Linked DNA regions of Sus scrofa: region 1 is linked to region 2. Evidence: chromatin contacts called from public Hi-C data. All regions are on one chromosome and are shown on one strand. Each heading gives the region's core, a stretch centred on a gene start, on an enhancer-like site or on the middle of the called end of the contact. The rest is flanking DNA. Distances are from core to core; before and after follow the strand shown.

Evidence for each region. A called contact is a pair of places that touch in the nucleus more often than the background predicts.
Region 1: a Hi-C map of liver shows a contact between it and region 2, with 5 times the contacts expected there. The contact joins the promoter of FOLR1 here to the promoter of LOC100523131 in region 2. A contact is called at or near these places in 2 of 47 Hi-C or Micro-C datasets (epiblast stem cells and liver) and 1 of 2 datasets of contacts at active chromatin or transcription factors (alveolar macrophages).

The regions. Positions count from the first base shown.
Region 1 is chr9:6,743,925-6,748,150 of Sscrofa11.1, reverse strand. FOLR1 (folate receptor 1) reads right to left here and starts at 2,074. Exons shown (of 5, transcript NM_213830.1): 1 at 2,021-2,074; 2 at 787-1,209. The coding sequence starts at 933.
Region 2 is chr9:6,487,121-6,491,147 of Sscrofa11.1, reverse strand. It overlaps LOC100523131 (short transient receptor potential channel 2-like), which reads left to right and starts at 2,441. Exons shown (of 25, transcript XM_021062471.1): 1 at 2,441-3,014. RNF121 (RING finger protein 121) reads right to left here and starts at 2,392. Exons shown (of 9, transcript XM_003129616.4): 1 at 2,266-2,392. The coding sequence starts at 2,328.

The DNA of each region.
Region 1 (4,226 bases), core at 825-3,324, 260 kb before region 2:
ACCAGAGAGAATGAAAGAGCCTCATTTCTGATGAGCCTGGGGTTCGACTTGAAGCCCAGATTCCCTGGCTGCTTCAGGGGCCCTCCCTATGAAACGGGAACCCAGGCTTCTCCTCCCCTTCTCCATGGTAGCAGCATCCTTGGCTCTGGCCACACTAGACTTGCCACTGCTCGTGCTGTCACCCCTCGTCCGAGGACCTGCTGTCCTCTGCCAGGCTGCCTTTTCCTGCTTTGTCTTCCTGGAAAACTCTTACTCAGCCTCCATGGCCCAGGCCAGTGGCCCTCCTTGGAGGTCCTCGCAGCCTGTCTGACGTGTCACTGACTCTTCAGAACCTGATGGGGGTGGGGACCTGGCCTGTGGGTAGATACTTGTTGCATCATGACCGTGAGGGACCTGCCTCTTCTTCTACCTGGACTTTGAGCTCCGTGGACTGGCACAGCATGAAAGTTGGGAAAGGTGCCACCAGCCCCTCTCCTGGCGCCTGCCTATCCCCAGCCTCTGTTCCCACGTGTCCCTGTGCACTCTCTGGCCAGTGTCCTCATTTGTCAAGCGCTTTGGGCATATTTACCAACAAGATGGGAGGAAAACACTTGGCCCGTAGTGGGTGCTTGATCAATAGTCCCCGCGTTAGTGTCGCCGTGGTGGCCTCCTGGGAGAGGGCCACCAAGATCACCTCAGCCACCCTCCTGCCTCCATCACCCCCAAAGCTGCTCTTTCCAACCCCCTGCCTTCTTCCCTTTTGGGGGCCAGCCCCCTCCCCAACCCCAGGCCCTTCTCCCTCCTCACCTGGTCGTGCAGCTTGTCCTCCGGGCTTGGCTTTGGCTTGTGGTGCTTGGCATCCATGCAGACATTGAGCATGTCCGACTTGGCCCGGGCGCCCCCCACAGCAGCCACCAAACCCAGGAGCACGAAGAGCGTCAGCCGCCAGGCCATGTTGATCCACTTCTGCCAGAAAGCTGCCGTAAGCTTCTTGGCCAGATTTCCTGTTTCCCTTCCAAGCCCAGATCGTCGTCCCTCCCCGCGCCGCTTACCCCACAGCACAGTGGAGCCAAGCGATGAAGGGCCCGTGGAGGTCTGTGCCAAGTGGTAGGACACCACTGCCACCTGAGGACAGTGCAGTCTGAGCTTTGCTGCGGGGGGAGGCACCACCTCTCCGGACCTCCCCTTCCGGAGTTCGCCAGCCAGTGCTTCACCCACAGGCAGAGGCTCCTGCATAAGAGGAACCACAGAGGGAGTTCCCTTCGTGACTCAGTGGTTAACAAACCACACTAGTATCCATGAGGATGCGGGTGTGATCCCTGGCCTCGCTCCGTGGGTTAAGGATCTGGCGTTGCCCTGAGCTGTGGTGCAGGTCATAGATGCGGCTTGGATCTGGCGTTGCCGTGGCAGTGGTGTAGGCTGGTGGCTGTAGCTCCGATTCAACTCCTAGCTGTAGAAGTTCCATAGCAAAAAAAAAAGAGGAACCACCGGCTGACCTCTGCTGAGCTGCTGATGGGGTTGCAGACTGAGAGGAGGGGCGCTGGCCGGCCTCTGCTTCTGCTTCCTCAGCCCTCCCGCCAGCCCAAGGCAGCTTAGGTTTAGGTACCCAGAGACTGGCTGGTGAGGCAGACAGGGAAGCTGACGGGGCGGGGGTTGGGGGGGGGGGGCGATGTGAAGGCCATTCAGCCATTGGGTTCTTGCTTAAGGTCCTGGACCACATGCCAGGGGAGCCTGGAGGAGGGGGAGGGGTATGTGGAAAGCCCGTGAGAGCGCAGATCCCCAGGGGCAGCCCCCAGCCCCTGCATCTTCCCACCCCCACGGAGGGGTCTTGGGAAGTTCCCAGGGCAGAGCCAGGCCTAGACAAAGCGGAGGCCGGGGGGTCAGGGTCACATGGAGGAGAAACTGAGCCCGAGCTGTGGGGGTGGGGGCACCAGAGCCAGAGTCCGCAGAGAAAGCAGGATCCCCGGAGACCAGGGGAGCCCTACCTTGCTTCTCACCTCCTACCTCCCATCCGCACCTTTCCTCCCGGTCCTGCCCTTACCTCTGCCTCGGCCCTCCTGGAGGCCCACCTGGAGGCCCACTCGGAAGCAGTGTCTCCCTGACTCGTCACACCCTTTTCTAAGTCATCCTGACCCGGCCTCTGTCAGGGCAGGCCGCGTCTTTGTCTAGGAAACAGCTTGTCTTTCAGTTTCAGGCCAGTTAAAGAAATATAGTCCTACACCCCATGAGATTTAACCTGGTGAAAAAGAATGAGAAGGCCCTTGATAAATGAAAATGCAAAACTTTCCAAGTGTATTGTTAAGTGAGAGAAGGAAGGTGTGTGCATTTCTGGTCAATTACACCACAACAAAAGAGAGGCAGGAGGAGACGCTGTAGAAAAAACAGTCTCTCCGGTCAAGTCAAGTCACAGCGCAGCGGAAACCAGTCCGACTAGGAACCAAGAGGTTGCAGGTTGGATCCCTGGCCTCGCTCAGTGGGTTAAGGATCCGGCATTTGTCACGAGCTGTGGTGTAGGTCGCAGATGTGGCTTGGATCCTCCATTGTTGTGGCTGTGGTGTAGGCTGGCAGCAAGAGCTCCCATTGGACCCCTACCCTGGGAACCTCCATATGCTGCAGGTGCGGCCCTGAGAAGGAAAACAAACAAAAACAAACAAAAAAAAACACAGCCTCCTCAATAAGTAGTGCTGGGAAAATTGGACAGCTGCATGTAAAAGAATGAAATTGGAACATTGTCTAACACAATATATGAAAAGAAACTCAAGGAATTCCTGTTGTGGCTCAGGAGTAATGAACTCAACTAGTATGCATGAGGACGCAGGTTCAATCCCTGGCCTTGCTCAGTGAGTTAAGGATCTGGTGTTGGGAGTTGCTGTCGTGGCTCAGGGGTTAACGAATCCAACTAGGAACCATGAGGTTGCAGGTTTGAGCCCTGGCCTTGCTCAGTGGGTTAAGGATCCAGTGTTGCCGTGAGCTGTGGTGTGGGTCGCAGACGTGGCTCAGACCCCTCGTTGCTGTGGCTCTGGTGTAGGCCAGCGGATGCAGCTCCGATTCAACCCCTAGCCTGGGAACCTCCATGTGCCGCGGGAGCGGCCCTAGGAAAGGCAAAAAGACAAAAAAAAAAAGGATCTAGTGTTGCTGTGAACTGCAGTCTAGGCTGGCAGCTGCAGCTCAGATTCGACCCCTAGCCTGAAAACTTCCGTATGCCACAGGTACAGCCCTAAAGAAAGAAAAAAAAAAAAAACTCAAAATGGATGAAAGACCTAAATGTAAGACCAGAAACCATGAAACTCTTAAGAGGAAAACACAGGCTTAATACTCTGTGACGTAAGTCACAGCAATATTGTTTTGAATCTGTCACCTAAAGCGAAAGAAAAAAAAAATCAAGAATAAACAAATCGGAGCTAAACTTAAAAGCTTTTGCACAGGGAAGGTTTCATTTCAATAAAATAAAAGGACATCCTACTGAATGGGAGAAGATATTTGCAAATGATATGACTGATAAGAAATTAATATCCAAAATATAGAAAGAGCTCATACAGTTTCACATGAACAAAACAAACAACCAGCCTGAAAAATGAGCAAAAGACCTCAACAGACGTTTCTTTAAAGGAAACATGCAGACGGCCCTTGAAAAGATGCTCAGCCTCACTAATCCTCAGGGAATATAAATCAAAACCACAGTGAGGTATCACCTCACACCTATCAGAATGGCCATCAAAAAACACAAGTAGCAAATGTTGATGAAGATACAGAGAAAAAGGAACCCTCATTCCCTTTGGTGGCAATGTAAATTGTGTAGCCACTTTGGAAAACTGTATGGAGGTTTCTCAAAAAATTGAAAATAGAACTAGCATATGACCGAGTAATTCCTCTCCTGGGTATACATCTGAAAAAAACAAAAACACTAATTCAAAAAGATTCATGCGTGCCAATATTCGTGGCAGCATTGTTTATAATTACCAAGCTATGAAAGTAACCTTAGTGTCCATCGAGAACTAAATGGATAAAGAAGATGTGGGGTGTGTGTGTGAGTATATGTGTGTAATGGAATACTACTCAGCCATAAAAAATGACATTTTGTCATTTGCAACAACATGGATGGACTTGGAGGGTATTATGTTAAGTGAAGCAAGCTAGACAGACAAAGACAAATACTCTATGATATCACTTATATGCAGAATCTAAAAAATACAGCAAACTAGTGAATATAACAAAAAAGAGACAGATGAAGAGAACCAGGTAGTAGT
Region 2 (4,027 bases), core at 1,192-3,691:
TCTCCATCATAAAGACTTCACGGACTCCCCCAGCAGACTGGAGTGCTGGTCTCCTGGGCCCCACTGAATTTGCTGCCATGACAGCAGTTATCCAGCACTGCAGTGGCCGTATGCATGTCTCTTCTCTAAACCACAAACTGGTAAAGACCCTATCTTCCTCATCTGTGAATTCCCAGTGCATAATACCCAGCAGAGCCCCATAATTACAAATCAAAGGATGGATTCCACCTCTCTTTCTCGGGTTCAGGCTGCTAAGAAACAGCACAGGGACATTTGTAGAAACTCACAAACTAGGGTCTGCCAGTTTTGTTTGTTTGGAGGGTGAGCTTGAAGAGATGACTGTTCCTGCTTCTCAGTGGCTTTCTTTCTTTCTTTCTTTTTTTTTTCTCAGTGGCTTTCTTAAACACACAAGGAAAAGGTCAGAATCCGTCCATACAGAATTTCCAGATGACACATGGTATTTCTCAGTAAATGAAACAAGGAACAGAGGTTTCTGGGATTAATGCTAGTGGTTACATAGAAACCTGATCTCCAGGCATGACACTCTGGAAGTATGATTATGCTACTAGAAGCTCTTCAATAAGGGACGAAGAGCCAAGACTCGAAAACCAAGAACGTCTAGCATTGGAACTGAAGTTCTTTTCTCCTTTGCCAAAACGTTGGCTCTTTATCGCCATGAACCTGAGATATGTGACTGAAATCAAGCCCCCTCAAAGGGAGTGCCCGTGACTAACAAACCAGATACAAGAACTTCAATGCAGTACTTACCTTTTCCAAGGCACTTTTGAATACATCTCACTGACCTGCAGCCAACCATCACAGAAACTTACAGCTGAGAGGGGCCTCGGAGGTCATTTCCACAACGAGCCCACCTCACCGACCCTGTGAGGTCTTTAATGACTCAAAGATATGGGTCTAAAGTGCTTCTTTAAAAATCTCCCCCTGCTCTCACCGCTTGTCAGTTTCTCAGTCTCCTCCTTCCCGATCCCCACCAAGTAAACCCAAATCTCCGCATCATCCACCAGCAAACAACAGTCTTTGCTTCTCAAGTCCACTTCTACTCCCTTTCTCCCGGCTGCTTCCCCGTGTCCCCAACCCGGCCCCCACACTCAGCCAGAGCCTCTAAGATTCTGATCCCTCAAAGCTCCCACTGGCTCCACGCCCCACAATCAATCCCCTTCTCCTCCTCCTCCTGCCTCTGTCCGTACGCTGTCTTGTGCAAGACCACAAGCACCCCTAGCCAGGAATGCTCCTTTGGCCTCGCAATCTTCTCCCTCTCCTTTCTCCACTTCCCTCTCTGCTTCTCAGCGCTGTCCCTTCATTCCCTTCAAACCAACGTCTCCTTCCTCCCAGGGGTTTCCTTCAAGGACCACTGGTAATTAACCACACCAGTTGTTAAATGTCTGCTATGTAGGAAAAGGGGACACAGACCCTCAGGAGCTCACGCTGGAAGCAGGCGTAAGTCTACAGGAGAAAGAGAGAGCCAGAGAATCACTTATCCCTTAAGCTCCTCTCCCCTGGGAAGCGGTTCCTGGCCCCAAGTGAACTGGTCCCCTCTTCTCAGTGCCAACAGTACACCTCTGATGCAATGACGACTAGTGTGTGTCTCTCACCTTCGGACTGTGGACTCTCCAATGGGAGGTCCCTCGTGTCCGTAGCACTCAGCCCAGGACTCGGCACAAAGATGATACTTAATGTTTGTTAAGTGAGTGAATGAATGAATTCCGCGCTATAATCGTTTACTCATCCATTCGTGGACCAAAACTTTACTGTGCCCACATTGTGTACAAAGTTCTAGAACACAGAGAGCTCTTACATAAAAATAACTCCAAGCTACAGTCCTAGTGGATCCGCACTCTTCCCGGGGCGCGTCCCCACCCCCGACTCCAAACCTCTCGCCCAAGAAGACTCCACTTCCTCGAAGTCCACGCCCCTCCAACTCAAACCACCTGGCAGCCCTTTTGCCGCCCCAGGACCCCCAGCTAGTAACCTCGATTCTTAACACCCCCACCTCTCCGACTCCTCTCCCCGCTCTCCATCGCTACCCCTGTACCGCAAGCCTTCCACCTCATGACCGCCTCCGAGCCCCTGAGTCCAGGAGTCGAGGGTACCTCAGATTTCCCTCTCCGCGCACCCGCTCTCCAGTCGGCTCCTTTCCTCTCAGGATCCCAGCTCTCCTAGGACCCCTCACTCCCGATGCCGCCTCTCCCCTCCCTTAACTTTCGGGTTGAGTCTCTCCTCTTCTTGACTCTCAACTCTTCTTACCTCGTCCAGCTCCCGTTCCCCGGCAGCACCTGCTCCAACATCCACCTCCACCACTGCCGCCATCTTCAGAGCTCTCCCCTCCCCCCAGGCCCCGCGCGAGCCAGCTGCTTCCGCCGCTCAAGTGCTCTCAGCCAATCGGCGGCGCGGGCTCTGGCAGAGGGGGCGGGGCACCAAGAGAGGCGGAGACCTGACGAGAACTAAGAGACCGTCTACCTGCTACCCATTTAAAGGTCAAGAAGGATTGGAGCCCGTGCTCGTCTGGCTTCGGCGGGCGACGTTTCTTGCAAAATGAGAAATTGGGCTTGTACTATTTTCGGGGAAAATATTTCACCAATTTTCCCCTTTGGAGAGCCAAAGAAAAGGGTCCCTAAACCGTCCACTTTTGCGACGCTCCCTCACTCTGGGCCGCAGGACTGAAGCGTGGAGACTAAGGACTACGTTTCCCAGAATGCCTGGAAGCTAACCCGGAAGTTTAAATTTTGCTCTCTAGACAGGAGATTTGTAGTGAAATATACATAAACCACACGGATGTATTTTACTGGCTGTAGCATATGCCTCCTCCCCTCGGCGGGACTCGTTTTCCAGAAACTGCGGCTTCTTGAGGCCCCAGAACGAATTTCCGGGCGCAAGAGGTGGAAGAGTGGTGCTGGGGGTCAGGAGGCGGAGGTCAGAGGACAAAATTGGCGGGAGAATGGCTTCGTGGTCCACGATCTGAAGCAGCTGCGGCTCTTCGAGGTCCATTATCCCGGGTGAGGGGCGTTGGAGGTTGTTGATGGGAAGGGGAGTGGACGAAAGGGAGGGAGTGGGCAAAACAGCGGGTTCCGAGGAGTCTGGGAGGTAGCCGCGTGGCTTAGGCTTCTGAAAGCTGAGCACCGAAGAGCCTTGCGGGAACCTCCACAGCCCCCCAACTGCTTCTTAGGCTCTCACGCCCCGGGATCCACTTCACACACGTCTCCGTACTCTTTCCTACGCCCACAGTCTGCGTCCCCAGCTACTGTCTATTCTCTATGCTGCACTCCAGCTTCCTAACTCATTTCCAACACCCTGTTATTTGTGCATGGGAAACCAATACCTCGCAAGCCTGTGGTCCCTGCTCACACGCTCCCAGGACGCCCACGGATAGGGCCAGGATGTCGTGTGGGCTCACAGAGTATTAGGACAATCAACTTTATCTGGGACCAACGGGAAGTTACAGAGTACTGTTTACACCGCGTACAGGCATCTCATCTATTTTAAATGGGAATTACACTTACGTGAAACTTAATACAGAGACTGTTAGTAACACTGTATACTCATCACCCCAAATTGACAACCGACATCACGATCTGTATCCTCTTTTTTTTTTTTAATGATACAATGAGAGAGAAAATTTGAACTTACCTGTGTCTTCTACTGTCAGACTCATTACCCTTTTTTCCTCCCCAGAAGCAACTACTATAATTAGCTGTGTATTTTCCTCACCTGTTGAAAACAATCATGTGTACTTACCGGCAGTATTTTTATCATTTTCTTTTTCAACGAACATAAGTGCTGTTTTTCTACGTATCATTCTATAACTTATTCTTTAACTTATTTTTTGAAGGCTCTCCATGTTTACATATATTTACATCTAATTTATTCCTTTTAACTATTATATAACATTTCATTGAATGATACGCATTTCATTTACCCATTCCTCAACTAATGGACATTAGAGTTTTGTGCTTTTTGCTATTAGAAACATTATGCGTATCTTTTTGTGCATGTGTGAGTCCCTCTAGAG